Linked DNA regions of Arachis hypogaea: region 1 is linked to region 2. The links are chromatin contacts, called in public Hi-C maps. All regions are on one chromosome and are shown on one strand. The core of a region is the stretch at or near the end of the contact, and the rest is flanking DNA. Distances in the headings are between cores, read along the strand shown. Region 1 holds the start of LOC112748036 (probable protein S-acyltransferase 16). Region 2 holds the start of LOC112748018.

The links. A called contact is a pair of places that touch in the nucleus more often than the background predicts.
Region 1: a contact with region 2 is called in a Hi-C map of an unstated tissue, with 5 times the contacts expected there. The contact joins the promoter of LOC112748036 here to the promoter of LOC112748018 in region 2. A contact is called at or near these places in 3 of 8 Hi-C or Micro-C datasets (leaf and an unstated tissue).

Annotation. Positions count from the first base shown.
Region 1 is chr2:73,389,047-73,393,364 of arahy.Tifrunner.gnm2.J5K5, forward strand. LOC112748036 (probable protein S-acyltransferase 16) reads right to left here and starts at 1,743. Exons shown (of 7, transcript XM_025796246.3): 1 at 1,196-1,743. The coding sequence starts at 1,486.
Region 2 is chr2:73,250,115-73,253,936 of arahy.Tifrunner.gnm2.J5K5, forward strand. It overlaps LOC112748018, which reads right to left and starts at 2,259. Exons shown (of 7, transcript XM_025796227.3): 1 at 2,033-2,259; 2 at 1,512-1,783; 3 at 922-958; 4 at 721-818; 5 at 522-583. The coding sequence starts at 2,087.

The sequences.
Region 1 (4,318 bases), core at 493-2,992, 140 kb after region 2:
CGTTTTTCTACTCTTCTCTCTCTGTTCTCCAATTCTGGTTTTCTCTCAGCACTACCCTATGTTCATTCAATCTCTAATACTCACTAATTCAAGCCTCAGACCACGAATACTATCAGAAACAATGCATTGGAAGCGTTTTCAATTTCACTGTATTGTGTTGAAGCATTGAACAATAATCTCTCCAATCAAATTGCTCAAAAGATCATTTCAAGCTGTATAAATCCTTAAATTCTTTATTTCTGATTGACAAATTAAAATTGGTTTCCACTTTCCAAACATTACATTCCACCAAAGAATCTATATTCTCTAACTTCTAGAGTATTAAACTCTGAAATGAAACAACAAAATGCTTTGGCTAAAAAAGAAGATAAATGAAATCATTTAATGGAGAATAACAACAAATTTTAATTGCTAGCCAAAACCAACAACCTCAAAATCATTTCCATTACACCTTAACAGTCATATCAGATATGGAAGATCATTCATTCCAGCCAAGAACACAACACAATTATTAACCTTTTCAAATGGAAAAAATTATCTCACATCATGACAACACAACACCAACTTGTAAAAGCTTGCACTTTTGTGCCCTAGCAACCAAATAATAAAATAAAACCAATATACAAGAGCTTGCATCATTGCACCAAACAGCAAAACCTTGACTAGATAATCCTTTGCTGTAAATGCACCATGGCCATAGAACAGAAACCATCACACCAAAACAACCAAAGCAGCATTTCCACAACATCATCTAAGTAACTCACTCCAGTTAAGACGAAAGCATTCTACCAGAAAAGACAACACATTTTAACCACATAACGTCTGTTCTAGAACCCTAAGCCTCACAAACATCACTACTTCCCAATCAGCCACGGACGCATGCTTCATATTGAAACTGAAAGCTCACTAAACTTTCTACTACCGCCACTCTCACATATCACGAACTCGCAATACCCACAAACTCAAACCCAAACCAAACCCAATATCAATTTCAGCTTAATATTCAATTTCCAATATTTATGTTCTCTTTTTAACAAGAAACCTCAACCCTCCCAAAATGCCGCACAGAATATGCATAACATTAAAATCTACAATATTTCAACAATAAGTATCTAAAGTAGGTCTATCATAAAAGTTCAATCTCGCAACGGAATCAAGATATGCAAAGTGAGTAAATGAGAAAGTTTGGGAAAACCTTGCGCTTGATCTCGTGGATTGGTGATTCGGAATCTTCAACGTCGGGCATGTAGGTGGCGGGGACGTGGCCGGGATCGGTGGAGATGGCGCGGCGGTAGGTGAGGACGCACATGGCGGCAAGAGCGGTGAAAACGGCGCTGTTTATGAGGCCGGGAGAGGAGAGGAGACCGAACCACCGGTCTACGAAGACGAAGACGGTGGAGGCATAGATGTAGGCGATGGACAAAATGACGAGGCTCACCGGCAGCGACCAGCGGAAACGACGCAGGTGCTTGGATTTCTCGGCCATAGGAAGGGGGCGGAGGCACCGGCGTTTAGTGCAAAACGACGGCGTCTCCGCGAGAAAAAGAGAGAGAGAGATGAATAATGATAGATGACTGATGATGACCTGTGTCCGAAGTTATGAGTCTAGACGGTGCCGTTGCCTTTAATTTCACTCTTTCTTTTTCTGTGTGCGATGGGATGCAACTATGGAACTGCTCATTCCTAAAATCATCATTATCAATCAATGTCTAACCCAGAGAGATTATTTTTTTTTTCTTAAATAAGGTTTTTGTTTCTGTTTTTACAATTTTATATTTTCAATTTGAGTGATAAATTATTGGTTAAATTATTTGACCTAATAATAATTAAATAAAAAGTTAAATATACAAAATTATAATAAAATAAATATTTAAATAATAAAAATAAATAATAATTTTATAGTTTAATATAATATAATATATAATACAATATTATAAAATTATAATACAATAGTATTACTGAGTCTATGATAATTAAATTATATATAAAGTGTAATTTATAAACAATGCATTCATGCCATATATATAATTATTAGCATGTGTTATGACAAAAGATAAGTTTGGTTAAGTGGAGAGAAATGTAGCAAGGTTAAGGACACAATCCTTGTTATAATATTTATACAACACCAACAATCGTAATATTAAATTTATTTTCTTTAGTATAATATTAAAAATATTTATTTTTTGTTGTGATAATAATAATTTTTTCGGCGATTAAATTTTTTTATTTTATTTGAATTTAAAAATAATATATTTAATTTCTATTTTTTTATTATCTTTAATTAAAAAAGTCATTTTTTTAGAAAAATAAATAAATAGAATAATAAGATTATTATATTTTTTTAAGATACAAAAAAGATTGATCATTGTATTTTTTTTAGTTAAAATTAAATAGTTAAACAACAAATAAATCACTAAAACTTACCTATAGAAATACATTTTAAAATTTAAAATAAAAGTAATTTAAAATTATTTTAATAACAGGGACAAATAATTAAACTAATAGTGGCATCTATTATATATTCATATATAAGTAAAGGAATTATAATTTTTTGTGGGAGCACTTGCCTCCACCCTCTTATAAGTAGATTTGTCTCTGCATTGTTAATATAAAATAATTTTACACGTTATCTAATTATATAATGCTATATTAATAAAAAATAACTACCTTAGTTTTTATATTGACCGCGTAAATAGTGATATATTTCATGAATTATAATTCAAAATAATAAATTTAAAAATTTTAAATTGACATTAAATACATTCTAAAATTTATAATTTGTAAAACATGATCATTTATATATCAATAGTTATTAGTCACATATTATAAGCATATTTACAAACTATAAACTTTTATTTCGTATTTAATATAAGTAAATAGTTAAAAGTATAATTATCAGATTCGGTTCGATCTGACCGGTTCAACCAAAAATCCAGTCAGTTGATCAAACCAAACCACTTTTTGAACCGTCCAAACATCAGACCAACTTAATAATCAAGTCGAAACACTGATCCAACGGTTGAACTAATAACCTAGTGACCTAGTGCTCTGATCGAATTAATTATCGATTCGGTTTTGATATCTATGGTTGAAAGTCTAAACTAAAAATAATTTATTTTTTTATAAAATAATATTTTGATGAGTGACTCAACGAATTTTATAAGCTTTTTTCTAAAGCATAAAACCTATCCTTTTTAACTAATAAATTTTAGAAAAAATCCAAATCTAACCTATTTAATAAAACGAATCAAGTCGAACCATGAACTCTCATCGAATATCTGACCCACATCCATTCCTACCTACTAGTAATATATTCTTCATTAATGACTAGTATCTAAGTACAAACAAAATAAATAAAGTGGGCTTAGTCTCCAAACAAGGATAGAAATAGACTAAGCAGTTAGAGGCCTACAACTTAGTGTGTATTTAACCTAACTTGATATGGTCTGTTATAACTTACAAAAAAAGCCTAGACTCAGATTATTATAAAAGTTTTAATATATTACTACGTCAGATTTAGACTTATTAATTAATCTTATTAGTCTGTCAGGTTTATTTGGAATTATTAAAACATAAATGAATATATAAATAATTTTTTTAGAGAAGTGATAGGGGCAGCAAGTTTTGTAATTTATAGCCATCAATTAATCATTATTAATATTTTTAATAATGTGAGATAACATTTAATAATGTAAAATTACTAATTTTTCTTTTATTAGTTAAATGTTGGCCAGATTTTAATAAAAGTGCTATCCCTAAATATTTTTATTTTTTTATTATTAACAAAGTTATTAAATATTTTAAATTATTTTATTATAAATATTTGTGTATACTTTAAATATTTTAAAAGTTAAGAAACTTTTGTAAATGTTGTGATAAGATCAATTAGGTGGATGCCCATTTATGATGGGCCGTTGAATATTCTTAAAGAAAAATGCATTTAATAGGGTTTGAAAAAGGAAACCTTGTACATGTATAAATAGGAGGTTAAACCTCTGTTGATTATACACACAAAAGTAATAAGACACCCTTCTCTCTCTCTCTAATTATATTTCTTTATTTTATTTGTTACCTTTTTCTTGTTTATTTATTTAGTTATTTTATAACATGTTATCAGCACGAAACTCTAACGAAATTTCAGGAAGACTTCAGGTAACAAATTTTCATTATGTCGAAACTCTTTCATCTTGAATTTAATGCTCTAAATATATCTGGAAATAATTATTTATCATGGATACTAGATGCTAAAATCCATCTTGATGCAATGGATCTTGGAGATACCATTAAAGCTGAAAATAATACATCGCAGAAGGATAAA
Region 2 (3,822 bases), core at 1,009-3,508:
TATGTAGAGAACAAGAAGCTGGGAAAATATAGTGTACTATCTATAAAATCATATTTGATTATTTTTAGAAATGGCACACTTCTATGAATTGTTGCTGTATAAAACACAAAATGCTTTAATATTGAAAACATAGCAGCACACAAAAAATATAAAAATTCACACAACATTAGAAGGTTATAATAATTGTTTAAACAACTAGAAATATCAATAGAGAAAGTCTTGGGAGCCAACTGCAACCGACATTTAAAATAAAGAAAAAAATATTTGAAACTCTTAAAAACAAGAACATCCAAACTCAACTAGGAAAAACATCTCTAAATCCAAACTCAACTAAAGCTCGTCTTTGGTGGACTTCATACTAGACTTGTTTTGGCAACCTACTATAATGTTGACTTCATCTTTAGTGGACTTCATACTAGACATGATTCCCTAACATTACTCATAATCCCATATCAATATTTGCTTTCTTTTTCATGAAAATCTGTGTTAGAGAAGTTCTTTTAACAAGAAATTGGGTATACCTTATGATTGTGTATGGAACACCGGAATCAGCCAAATATTGTTCGGCCTTTCTTTTCCATACCTGTGATCAACATCAAAATCTCTATTCTTTAAATCGAAGGGGGGAAATCAAAGAACAAAAATGCTCTAACTTTAACCAAACTTGCATTCTGCTTCAAAATGAAGAACTCTAAGATGAGTAGTGAAAATATGACTAACCAATATATTCCCATTGCCCAAGCTGTTCAAAGGATGGTTAGGGTTCGTACCGCCCATAGATCCCACCAACACAATATGCTTCACTCCTGCCTCCTTAGCTGTTGCAAAAAGATAACACAAAGTTAACACCATAATCAAGAACGCAATCGAAATTTAGAACTATGATTTATGACTAATAGAAAGAAGGGTATGAAATGTCACCAGCATCTATTTGATTTTTCTGCCCAATCCAATCAACCTAATACATGAAAGAGTACACCACAATGTTAGCAAGAATGAGATCAACCTAAACAATGTATTTAACCACACACGCAAAAGGAAGAAGTTAATTCCTAATTTGGCCTCTGAAATTTCCGGCACTCATCAAAATAGTAGTGACTTCTAAAATTACCAAATCGGTCCCAAAATTTACAAATTGTGAATCTCTTTCGTCCCTAATTCAATTGTCATATTAACACATTGCTGATATGGAGCATTAAAATGTCAGCTTGGCATCCCAGTATTACATGTCCTAAACTAGTTAATTGGACTCATTTTGTTAATTGTGGAGAGACTAAAACGAGTCAATTACGTAATTTGGAACACCTATTTAATCACATTGAAGTCTTAGCCATGTCACCTTTTGTTGGGATGGCACCTAACACTTTAAGGCTCCATGTGAGAATGGTGTTAACAGCAATTGAATTAGGGACAAAGGAGATTCAGGACTTGTAAATTCAGAGGCCAAATTGGTCATTTCCAAAAGTCTCGGACTATTTTGATGTCTCTACTCCAATAGAAAGTGTGGGCACCTGTTCAGGATATGCGCCATCATCGAAATAGAACTCAGGCCTTTGACCTTTGGTTGGATCAAACCCGGGCTTCATGAGTGGCACGGCGCTTGTGAGGATTATAAGAGAATCTATACCTTGAATTGCAGGAACAATACTTGCAGCATCTCTTATATCCCCTACAAAAACGTCATCAGCACCACCAATTTTCTGTTTGCTTTCTTCAGTTCTAACCAAACCTCTGGCAACAAATTGGTTTGGTTTTTCTTTTAATTTCCTATACACAATTTGGCCTGAAAAATTAAACATATGGCGATTCAATCGTGTTACAATATAACAATTATTTTGGTCCAATACAATATAATAGTTAAACATTAAGCCTTCAACTCCATGGTTCTAATGGACACTATCAAAAACAAATAACACACTTTTCATGTAGCTCTACCACATTCTAGAGTTTCAACTCCAAACCCAGCATGAATTTTATCAACTCCAATCAAATTGACATTGATCAAAGAAAGGGAAGGGACGAGAGAGAGAACCTGTGCGACCGCCAGCTCCAGTAACAAGCACAGTAATTGGGGAAGAAGCAGCCATGTTTCGTTATTATTACAGTGTGCAATGCAGATGCCACTCTTTTTATGTTCTGCTTTTCTGCTTTGCTCCTTTGCCGCTGGCTTCGTAGTTGGTTCAAGAAGTTTTGTCAGAGCATTTAATTAGTTGGTGAATTTTGTTGTGTCTAATTTTTATTTTGTTTATTTTTTGTGATAAATTTTTAATATTTAAAATTAATTATTTTTATATGCTTATATTAAATATTAATATTTTTATTTTTTAATAAATTAAATATTATTTTTTAAATATCTTAACAATCACCTAATTAGTATGGTAACTACAGAATTATTATCTTATTGAAAAATGTTTGGGAGTCCGGAATTATAACAACTTTTTTTTAATGTATTTATTTTTTTATTATTGTGAAAATAAATGAATAATTCTAGATATAATAAATATATAATTATATATATTAGATATATAAATTTATAGAATTAAATAAAGTAATTATTTATTTAAAAATATTATTCATAAATTAAAATTATTATTATGTATTTATATATAAATATATATTGATTAATTTATTTTTAATATATATTTTATAATAATGACTAATTTTAATATATAGTTAGTATGATTATTTTTTGTTCTATCATTATTAATTTTATTAGTACTATTAAAAATTATAAAATAATTTTTAATTTTTATAACTCTAATATATTTTATTTTATTTTTTAATTTGAGTGAAAAATAAAAAAATAAGCATTTATTTAATTAAGAGCGAAAGGATCATTATTGTTATCTTACTCTAATGACGTGCAAAAATATCAGAAGTTCTTAGAAATAAAGCGAGATTTCTAGAGAATATCAAAATGGGAGGGGACTTCGTTTTCGTTAAGGAGGAGGGGAATCTGGTTAAAGACTCAGAGTAGTTTTTTTTCTTTGATTTTTATTTTTAGGTATTTATAAAATTTTAAGTACTTGAATACTGTTATTTTTTTTAAACTTCTTTTTCAAATTAAATAAGTTTGTGTTTTTAAAATATTAGATAATATTATTTAATGTTTTATTACTAATTAAAGAGAAAATAAGTATAGAAATATACTAATTATAAGGGAAAAAAGACAATAATAATAAAAAATGAGTTTTTTATATTCCAAAAATACATTTAAAAAAATATAATAATTTTTTTAGTTTTTGATATATTTTATATATTAAAAATGTAACAAATTTGTTTTTAATAATATTTTACTAAAATATTTTTTATGGTATTTTGAACATATATTCTTCTCGCCTCATTTTCATTCTAAAATTTCTAACAGCAAAATTTTATCCTCGTCCCCACCAAAACACAGATATTTTTGCCCCATCTCTGTTTCATCTTTTTTTTTTTTTTTTGTCAGTATCTCTATTTCAGTTTTAGATATCCCCATTAACATTCCCAAATCACCTAATTCGAAATTTATGTTCTTTTATCAAAATGAGGTGGAAGCCCAACTTAATTCAAAATCTTTAAAAGCCGTTTAATGCACCATAAACCTGGGTCCACCCAGTTTAATTTGAGGCCCATAAAAAATTACTTTATTTAATAGTAAACATTGAAGAACGTCCAACATCCAACCACCTAAAAATGATTTTCATAAAAAAAAATATTTTTAACCAACAATAGTCATTAAAATAGTAAAAGTTTAAAAACTAAAGAAAGCAAAGGCTTAAATAATCTTTTGTCCTTAAAAAATATTTAATTTTCAGTTATGATGTAGTAAAATTTAAAAGG